Linked DNA regions of Mus musculus: region 2 is linked to region 1. Evidence: chromatin contacts called from public Hi-C data. All regions are on one chromosome and are shown on one strand. The core of a region is the stretch at or near the end of the contact, and the rest is flanking DNA. Distances in the headings are between cores, read along the strand shown. Region 1 overlaps Parp16 (poly (ADP-ribose) polymerase family, member 16). Region 2 overlaps Clpx (caseinolytic mitochondrial matrix peptidase chaperone subunit).

Region 1 (4,756 bases), core at 2,167-4,666:
GGATATCTGGGAACGTGGTACAGGCCTCTGTCTTGTCTCAGACCCCGACCCCACTCACAAACACACACAGCTTACTTGGGCTGAGGCTGCAGACAGTCACAGACAACTTGGTATTTAGGAAAATATCTTTATTGTTTTTTAAATGTCCCACTACTTGATTTAAAAAATCACGATAGTGGCTTTTTCACAAGCTTTACAAATTATAGGAAAAAAATTATTTTCTCCTCCTCTATGGAAACTCCATTCCCAGCAGACAGGGGTCTTCTGCCGCTGAAACCTGGCAGGAAGGAGGGATAAACACCACAGCAAGGATGGCTGGGCCTCTGCTTACCACTCAACCTCAGGCTTCTCGGATGGAGGCTCAGCCCATGGAGACCCGTGGCCCACTGAGGCAGGCCTCTGCTGTGAAGGCTGCCGGGCCCCTGAGAGCCTAGAGTGTTGGGTATCAAGGCAGCTTTGTGGGAATGAGGACCCTGGTGAGCCTATGGCTTGGACCCTTCTCCATAACAACACCAGAAAGAGGCTGTGGATGTAGCCACTCGGTGCTCCAGGTTCACACATCTCCCCCTCTATTTGGCTCATAGAGGCTAACTTGTCAAATAAATGACAACAAAAACAGAAACGCAAACATTTGGTTCCGTTTGAGCTGTAATCAGCAGTTGGTCATTTTTAGAAAAAGATGACAGAGTTGCTAGTTGTTAAATCTGCATTTTGTTATCCCGCCTGTGGCTCCTCCTCTTGTGTGGTTAAGGAGGGAGGGGGTACAGCTGTGGCAGAGACGGTTGTTGATCTGAGAAAACTGTTAAAATGTTTTGCACCGGCAGACTAAAGCCGATGGAATTCCCAAACGATCCCACTGATATTTTTATGAGAAACACGACAGTCCCTCTTGGGTGTCTTGAGTCAAAACAAGGCAGTCGCCTAATGATTTATTGTTCCCGTTGCACACATTCTGTCTTCCAAAAGGCATTAGCATCCGGGCCGGCCTCCATCTGGGCAATTGTAAACACACCTCGGACAGCTTGGACACTTTGCTTTTAAATGCAGCAGGACTTTTTCCTTTGGCTCTGGCTGAAGAGCCACCTCCCTAGACTATTTAGGAGGAAGCAGAGGGTAGGACACCCCTGAAACTGACAAGTGAGGGGCCAGGGATCCCCCACTGACTGGATTGTGTCTGGGCACATCAACAAAGGCAATCAGTACACTTATGGCATATAAAACTCGTCCTGTGCACCCCTGCAAATGGTCCCCAGACTCGACCTGACCGGATGTGACACACAGGAGGTAGAGGACAAGTTTCCATAAGGCACACGGTGAGTGGCCCCACTCCAAGCACCTGGGATCATCTCTTCACACGATTCCAGAAGTGGTGGAACACAGAGGAGTTGGTGACACTCACGATGAGCAGCAGCAGCAGATACAGGGACATCATGATCACGAACCAGTGGCTGGACAACCAGGAGAGCTGGCTCGAGGCCCTGCCCGGAGGGAGAGAGTGTTGGCAACTCGGGAAAAACATTTTTGTTTTAAGTGTATGCAAGAAGTTCTGGCTCAGAGAACATGACAGGATGGATTTCATCCTCTGTGTGAGCTGCTAAGTGAAGCTTCGTGCGGCTGGAGAGGGCTGGGGCGGTTTGCCCTGGCACCGCCAACACATCTTTCAACAGGACATTTTCTAAATGCACCAAGACAGCTCACAATGAGCTCACCCGACTTGTCCCTTTTTAGCTCTTCTAATCACCTTTTATAAATCGTTTTTTTTTTTTTTCCTTCCTTAAGTAAGGGTTTGTTATCTAAGAGGATGACCCAGCTCTGCCCAGACAGTGACTTAGCAAAGGTATTTTATGTATGAACTGATACAAATCTGAGCTGGGGAATCTAAAATCACTTTTTTACTAATGTGCGAGCATGTGTGTGTGTGTGAGTATGTGTGTGTGTGTGTGTGTGTGTGTGTGTGTGTGTGTGTGTGTGTGTGTGTATAGCCAAAGAACAGCTTGTGGGAATCGGTTCTCTTTCCACCATGTGGGTCGCAGGGATTGAAGTCCAGTTGTCAAGTGTGATGGCATTCGCTCTTATCAGCCTGGGGAATCTTTTTGTTACTCCTGGAGGTGTTCTAAGCCATCTAACATGCTCTGGAAACACTCACTAAGGATAATCAGTTAGGAATAGAGTTTTTTCAACTAAATAGCATGGAACTCCGGCTTCAGGGGATCTGATGCCTTTTTCTGGCTTCCCTGGTTGATTCTCTCTCTCTCTCTCTCTCTCTCTCTCTCACTCACACACACACACACACACACACACACACACACACACACACACTGTGGGTTTGGAGGAAGCTACATTGCAGACTCCAATAATGCATTAAAATGACTAAGTGCCAGTCCACCTGAGGACCCTGAGCATCTTCTCTGACTTCCCAACTTCTTCCTCTGCCATCCAGCATTATGAGAAACATGCTTTACATACACCGGAGACCTGAGGCTGGGGAAAGGGATGACTGAACACAGTCAGCAGCCATCTCCTAACCCATGGAGGGACCATCTTCTTACCTCTTGGGCTGCTTCTGGGAATACACCAGCAGGTACTTCACCCGCAGAAGCTGGTTATTGGTGACTACAAAGTACTTAGGGGGGATCTCTCCCCCCTCGCTGTGCTTGATTCTTGCTCGGCTGCGGTCTATTTCCTTGGAATCTGAAAAAGGAAGGTAGAGCATACTTTGTCAGGTGGTGGGTGGGGACGGGAAACACAATAACAAACTAAGCAAATTAGGAATAGAAATGTGTCCTGAGGCACAGAAGGTCAGCAGGCTGAGGTATGTACCTGTGTTCATATGTGAACCCAGCACAGACGGCAGGAGTCTCTGGCAGGCAGAGAAAGATAGATGGGAAAAAGAATGTGAAAATATAAGAGAAGAAAATAAAAACCATCTAATGGAGAAAGCAGAAGGTGGAAGCAAGCTGAAGGCTGAAATAGCAGATCAGGATCACACATCCTAGGACCAAGACAAGGACTTACCAGGGAGCAAAGATGGAAGCCTGCCTGCCTGCCCACCTGCCCATCCATCCATCCGTTCGTCCATTCTTCCATCCATCCATCTATCTTTTGACAAGTCTCATGTACCTGAATTAAACAGCTAACTAAGGATGACCATGAACTTCTGATCCTCCTGTCTCCACCTTCTGAGTGCTGGGCTCACAGGCATCTTAGCAGGCGGATGCTGTGCTGAGGAGGGACCTCAGGGGCTCATACCTGCCAGGTGCACACTCCACTGCCTGGGCTACCTCCCCTGGGCCCAGGAGGCCTTCTGAATAAGCCCCGCTAGAGTAAGCTCTCAGAACATTCACTTCCAGCAGGCCTCGTGGCATACACCTTTGATCCTAGCACTCTTACCCTCAGCCCCTGAGACAGGCTGATTTCCTGTGAGCTCAAGGCCAGCCTGGTCTGCACTGTGAGTTCCAGGACAGCTAGGGAGCTACTTCATAGTGAGACTCTGTCCTTGAAAAACACAAACACAGAAACAGAAACAAGTAAACAAAATTACTTCCACCACTTCTGCCAGGTTATTTGTTTGAACTTGGTATGTAACTGAGGATAACCTTTAACCCCTGACCCTCCTGTCCCAAGGACTGGAATTGAAGGTGCTTTTAAAAAAAAAAAAAAATTTTTTTTTTTGAGATGGAAACTCCCTGTGTGGCTCCATCTAGCCTGGAACTATGTAGATCAGGCCACCCTTGTACACAACGAGATCAGCTTGCCTTTGCCTCATAAGTGCTGAGATTAAAGGTATGCACCACCATACCTGGCTTTATCCTTTTACTTTTTAGGATTTTGAGACTAGGTTTCATGTAGCCAAGGCTAACCTCAAACTCACTACGTAGCTAAGGTTAGCCTTGATCTTCTGATCCTCCTGCTTCTAATTCCTATGAACTGAGAGTATAGGCTTATATCACCACGCCCAGCAAATTGCTTTTTTGTTGTAGATTTTATGTGCATGTGCTGAACCCAGGGCCTTGTGAGTGCTAGGTGAGTCTAAAAGGGGGGGGGGGGGGAAGCAGTCAGCATGAGAGCTTCGCTTTTTACCAAACACAAGCCAGGGCTCCGTGGCAGCGGAGGCTGGACAGTCATGTTTTTATGATTAATGTCACCTTATGCAAACTTGCTAAGAATTACAAATGCAAGCAAGTGAGTGAGCGAGCATCCGTGCTGTCTGGTTTGGGAGGATGGTGTCAGACCTGGGCCTGTTCCTCAGGATCCAGTTGTTTCATATTAGAGGTCAGAACAGCCCGTGTCTTGAATTTTCCTCTTCTTAGTAAAGACAACAGCCCAGTTTGGAGACTGGTATGACAGTCCTATGACTCTTCTGCCTTGGGGGAGGGTGACCCAGAGGGAGGCACAGGGCACATGGTGTAAGGGACACCTCGGGGCAGTGGAGTTGAAGTGGCTCCTTGTTATCTGCTCCTGGAGAGGCCATGGTCTCAGATGCCTCTGCAGTCACCTGGGGATTCCAGCCCACTCCAGTGTCCTCTGCAGATGCCAAGTGCCCAGGATAACACCAATTCTGACTCTTAGGGACTCATGCCCTCCCCTTACACACTAGCTTCTATTTGTCCTGTCCCTTTTCTTCATTTTTGTTTTCTATGTATGAGTGTTTTACGTGAATGTATGTACGTGCACCCCATGAATGTCTGGGACCCTTGAAGCCAAGAGAAGGTGTTGGATTCCCTGAATTTGGAGTTCTAGACGGTTGTGGGTCCCA
Region 2 (4,760 bases), core at 205-2,704, 71 kb before region 1:
GAATGTGGCAGTACATGGCTGTAATCTCGACCCTTGTAAGGCTGAGGTAGAAAGAAAAAAAATTCAAGGTCATACTGAGCATAGTCACAGGCCAGCATAAGCCAGAAAGTAAGACCTTGTACTAAAAACAAAAACAAGCAGGGGGAAAAAAACCAACAGAAAAACTGGGCCAGTGAGATGGTCAATAGGTCAAGGTATGTGCTTCTAAGCCCAGCTCAATCCTGGAATCCACATGGCAGGAGAGATTGCACTTCCAAAAACTATTCTCTGATCTCTACACATGCACACATATAAATAAATGTATAAAAAGCAGTTAAAACATTTTATTAATTTCCACTAGATTCTTTTCCTGACCTAATATTCATTAAGAGACCTGGTTGTAATCCAGTTTCCATTTACTATATATATATTTTTTTTTTAAATATTTATTTATTGTTAGATGGAAGTACACTGTAGCTGTCTTCAGACACACCAGAAGAGGGCATCAGATCCTATTACGGATGGATGTGAGCCACCATGTGGTTGCTAGGATTTGAACCCAGGACCTTCACAAGAGCAGTCAGTGCTCTTAACCACTGAGCCATCTCTCCAGCCCCTAAAGATAATTTTAAACCTAGTTTGAGAATACAGACAAATCATCTACTTTACTGAAATACCTGAATGAACTGTGACAAAGCTATGAGTAGATTTTCTATTATTTTTATGAAAACGTTCAGTACTGAAAGTGATTTTAATTGCTAAAATGTAAGAGATACATCCCTCCATAACCGCTGGGCAGTGGTGGCACACGCCTTTAATCCCAGCACTTGGGAGGCAGAGGCAGGAGGATTTCTGAGTTCGAGGCCAGCCTGGTCTACAGAGTGAGTTCCATGCAGTCAGGGCTACACAGAGAAACCCTGTCTCGAAAAAAAAACAAAAAACAAACAAACAAACAAAAGAATGCTTACTGCTCCAGGAAATGACCTAAATTCCAGTTGCAGCAGCTACATGGCAGTTCACAGCAGTCTATAACCAAATCCCCAGGGAATCTAAGACTCTCTTCTACTTTCCTGTATACAATTGTCACACATAAGCCCAAGCAGACACACATACATATACAATTTTAAAAAATCTAGCCTTAAGCATAATTTTTAAAGGGTATCTCAATGCCAGGTGGAGGGTTACCTCCCACTATGAATTGGTCAGGGAGAGCCCAGAAAACCCCAAAATAACACATGCCATTGCCAGTGTTCTTGGATAACCACGAAAACGAGAGGATAACACTGTAACACTTGAAAACACAGCACACTGGGTTGCAGGACATAGAGAAATCAAGCTGGGACTAACATGAAATCTTCCTCCCTACTGGCTAGCTTTCATAGTGCCAAAAGGTGCTATGTAGGCCACTGGGGTACTCATCACCCTGGCCAAACTGCAAGCTACAATACTGATCTGCTGCCAGGGAACATGTAGCCGCTGGTGCAACAGTGGCTCAAAGGTGATGGTAATAATAACCAACCTCTTCCGAACTTGACTAAGCCTGTTTCACAGGAAGGAACTCATGCCAGGTCTCTAAACTAGGTCAGAACCCCAGGACTTGAGAGGTCAAAGGGCCTTGGGGTAGGAGAGGTAGAACTTGCTACTTCTGTCTGGTTAAATGGACATGCTGTCAAACTGTTTTCTAACTATGTTTATAGATAGATGACTGCTGTCCTCAACCTTCACAGGGAAGTGCTTCTTTGCGGTGGTCAGCAGTTAATGTCAAAGTGCTAAGAACAAAGGCCTAGTGAGTGTTCAGCACTAAGTGAGACACATCAATCCTTTCCAGCCCCCAAACAAGGATGGAATAAAGGGGCAGAGAGAACCAGAAGACGGGGAAGAGTCTTGTCTTTAGAACATGACACAGCTACCACTGTACTTATGAATCCACTACAACTTTAGTTACCTGTACAATATAGAGCCAACAAGATCAGTCAACATTTCCAAAGACTAACTGGCTAGGTTAATCCCAGCACTTGGCAGGCAGATGCACAAGCTCGCTTTATTACTGTTTTGATAGAATATCTTTTTAAAAGTATTTTTTTAAGATTCATTTTACGTTTTGAGAATAATTTTTAAAAATTATTTTATGTGGATGGGTATTTGGCCTGCATGTTTGTCTGTGCATTACATGTGTGCAGTCCTCACAGAGCCTTTAGAGGGCATTGGATCTCCCAGAACTCAATGTTACAGACATCTGTGAGCCCTCCCTCATGTAGGTGCTGAGAAATAGAATCTGGATGACTCTAGGGAAACAGTGGCTTCCAGACCCAACAGGACGGATGCACAGTGACTCAGAGGCAGTGTGGCGGCACGGACAGGGCCTGTGCAGGTTTAACCAGAAAGGTAAGAGGGTAAGTAGGCACGGGTTAAGAAGCTGTCTGTAACTGACTGGTACCCGCTGGGAAAGGAGAGCCAGTTTTCTCCCACCCAAGAGAAGTTGACAACCACAAAACAAACTCAACAGGGTTTTTGTGGCCTTTTCTTTTGTTTTGCTTTGGCATTATTTTGTCTTTTTTTTTTTTTAAGATTTATTTATTTAGCCAGGTATGGTTTTAGCCAGGTATGGATATTTAGCCAGATATCGAAAAAAAAAGATTTATTTATTTTATGTATATGAGTACACTATAGCTGTACAGATGGTTGTGAGCCATCATGTGGTTGCTGGGAATTGAACTCAGGACCTCTGCTAGCTCCAGCCCTAAGATTTAAGTACACTGTAGCTGTCTTCAGACACTCCAGTAAAGAGCATCAGATCTCATTACAGATGGTTGTGAGCCACCATGTGGTTGCTGGGAATTGAATTTAGGACCTTCAGAAGAAGAGTCAGTGCTCTTAACCACTGAGCCATCTCTCCAGCCCAATATATTTGTTTCTTGATTTTTTTGTTTGTTTGTTTGTTTTCTTTTTGGTTTGTTTGTTTTTTCAAGAAAGGGTTTCTCTGTGTAGTCCTGACTGTCCTGGAACTCACTTTGTAGACCAGGCTGGCCTCGAACTCAGAAATCCACCTGCCTCTGCCTCCCAAGTGTTGTTATTAAAGGTGCACACCACCACTGCCTGGCGATTTTTTTTTTAAGAACTTTAAAAATGTTTTGTGGGTAGAAAGATAGGAAGAATCTGAGAGGAACTGGGGAAGGGGAACAAACTGGAGAGCCGGCTCAATGAACAGGAGAGCATAATTTCTTATAGTGGAACTGACACTGCTCACACAACCCATGTCAGGAGGGCTCACAACCACCGTAACTCCAACTCTAGGAGATCCAACGCCTGTGTCCTCTGTGGGTACTTGTTCTCAGGCATCACCCACACAGAGATACATATACACCTAAACATTGTTAAGATAAAATGCTAATAGCTAAGAGCAATGCCTGCTCTTCTAGAGGACCCAGGTTCCATTCTCCAGCACCCACATGTCTTTAACTCGAGTTCTGGGGCATCCAATGCCCTCTTCAGGGTTTTGTGGGGACTGCACACAGATAAACATGCAGGCAAAATAATCCATACACAAAGTAATTTTTAAAAATTATTCTCAAAATATAAAATGAACCTTCAAAAAAACTTTAAAAAGATATTCTATGAAAACAATAAAGCATACTCACATGAATGAGCACACGTAAGCACACATTTTGGATGATCTAGGAGCAAACTTAAAATGACAAGAGGACTGACTTATGCATGCTTTTTATTACTAATCACTTACGCCAAAAGAAAAAAATTCAAGCCATCAAATTCAAAAATTAACACAGGTTCAAATATGTAACCACCATTTCCCATTGAAGAGTGAACAGTGAGCGTCTTTATTCTCTAATGAGGTACAAGTTCACAGCTGTTATTGATGGTCAACAGGGCAAGGATTAAAGGGCAGAGACGCCTCTCGTCTAGTTCAGGCTGTGTGACAGGAAAAGCTGGCTTGAAAACAGAAGACCAAAATATTTCTCTAAGGAAATTAGGTCAAAGGGAAAGAGATTAAACACCACCATGTCTCATCTGTACTTGATACTGAAGGGCAGCTTAAATTTAACTTGAATACTGGATTTGTAATAAGAGTTTGATGAAGCAGGTTTGGTATATACTCAAATTCAATGACTCAGTTTTATTTATTGAAATACTATAGAGGTGACATGAATTTATAAGGCATAATTTTTAATTCTTAAAAATACCCTAAAGTGGGCCACACACTTCCATGGACTGAAGGCCTGGGTGGAGCAAAAGGGGGAAAAGTGGGCCAGTGAGGTGACCCAGAGGGTAGAAGTGCTGCTGCCAAGACTGATGGCCGGAGTTTGATTCCCATCCCCTCCACCCCCTGTGTGTGTGTGTGTGTGTGTGTGTGTGTGTGTGTGTGTGTGTGAGAGAGAGAGAGAGAGAGAGAGAGAGAGATTAATGTAATGTAATGAAAACTTTTATGAGAGAAGGAGAGAGAGAGTCAGTAGGCTGCCGGCGCTCCCTTTCTGTTTCTAGGCCATGAAATGATCGGTTCTTTTCCACATTCCCATTGGCATCGTGTTCTTGTCCAAGTACACAAGGCCAAGTAATGTTCTGAAACTATGAGCCAAAATAAATACTTCCTCTTTTTAAGTTGTTCTGTCAGCACTGTGTCACAGAAACAAGGACAGTACCTGACACAAATGCAGCCTACAATAGCTGCAAAAGGCCACATGGTCCACAAACCCTGAAATAGTTACTGTTTGGCTTTTTCCAGCAAATGTTTGCAGACTCCTGCTATACTGTTTTTAAGAGAACTG

What was found. A called contact is a pair of places that touch in the nucleus more often than the background predicts.
Region 2: a Hi-C map of liver shows a contact between it and region 1, with 5 times the contacts expected there. The contact joins two enhancer-like sites. A contact is called at or near these places in 6 of 39 promoter capture datasets (the C10 cell line, embryonic stem cells, epiblast stem cells and 3 more), 18 of 484 Hi-C or Micro-C datasets (CD8 T cells, the CH12 cell line, ECoMG-derived neutrophils and 11 more), 33 of 115 datasets of contacts at active chromatin or transcription factors (the 230-238 cell line, the HPC-7 cell line, the SCID.adh cell line and 21 more) and 4 of 9 other capture datasets (adipose tissue, embryonic stem cells, liver and 1 more).

What each region holds. Positions count from the first base shown.
Region 1 is chr9:65,234,576-65,239,331 of GRCm38.p6, reverse strand. It overlaps Parp16 (poly (ADP-ribose) polymerase family, member 16), which reads right to left. Exons shown (of 7, transcript NM_177460.4): 6 at 2,550-2,691; 7 at 113-1,478. The coding sequence ends at 1,343. The region is part of intron 2 of Gm36538 (a long non-coding RNA gene); the gene reads left to right. Among named protein-coding and RNA genes, the nearest start is that of Parp16, 22 kb to the right of the region's middle. Within about 2 kb of position 3,416, at least 5 of the 459 cell types and tissues checked have an H3K27ac peak or open chromatin away from gene starts, as enhancers often do. A contact at or near this core is called in hepatocytes and liver, where this site is marked.
Region 2 is chr9:65,303,610-65,308,369 of GRCm38.p6, reverse strand. The region is part of intron 3 of Clpx (caseinolytic mitochondrial matrix peptidase chaperone subunit); the gene reads right to left. Among named protein-coding and RNA genes, the nearest start is that of Clpx, 12 kb to the right of the region's middle. Within about 2 kb of position 1,454, at least 9 of the 459 cell types and tissues checked have an H3K27ac peak or open chromatin away from gene starts, as enhancers often do. A contact at or near this core is called in hepatocytes and liver, where this site is marked.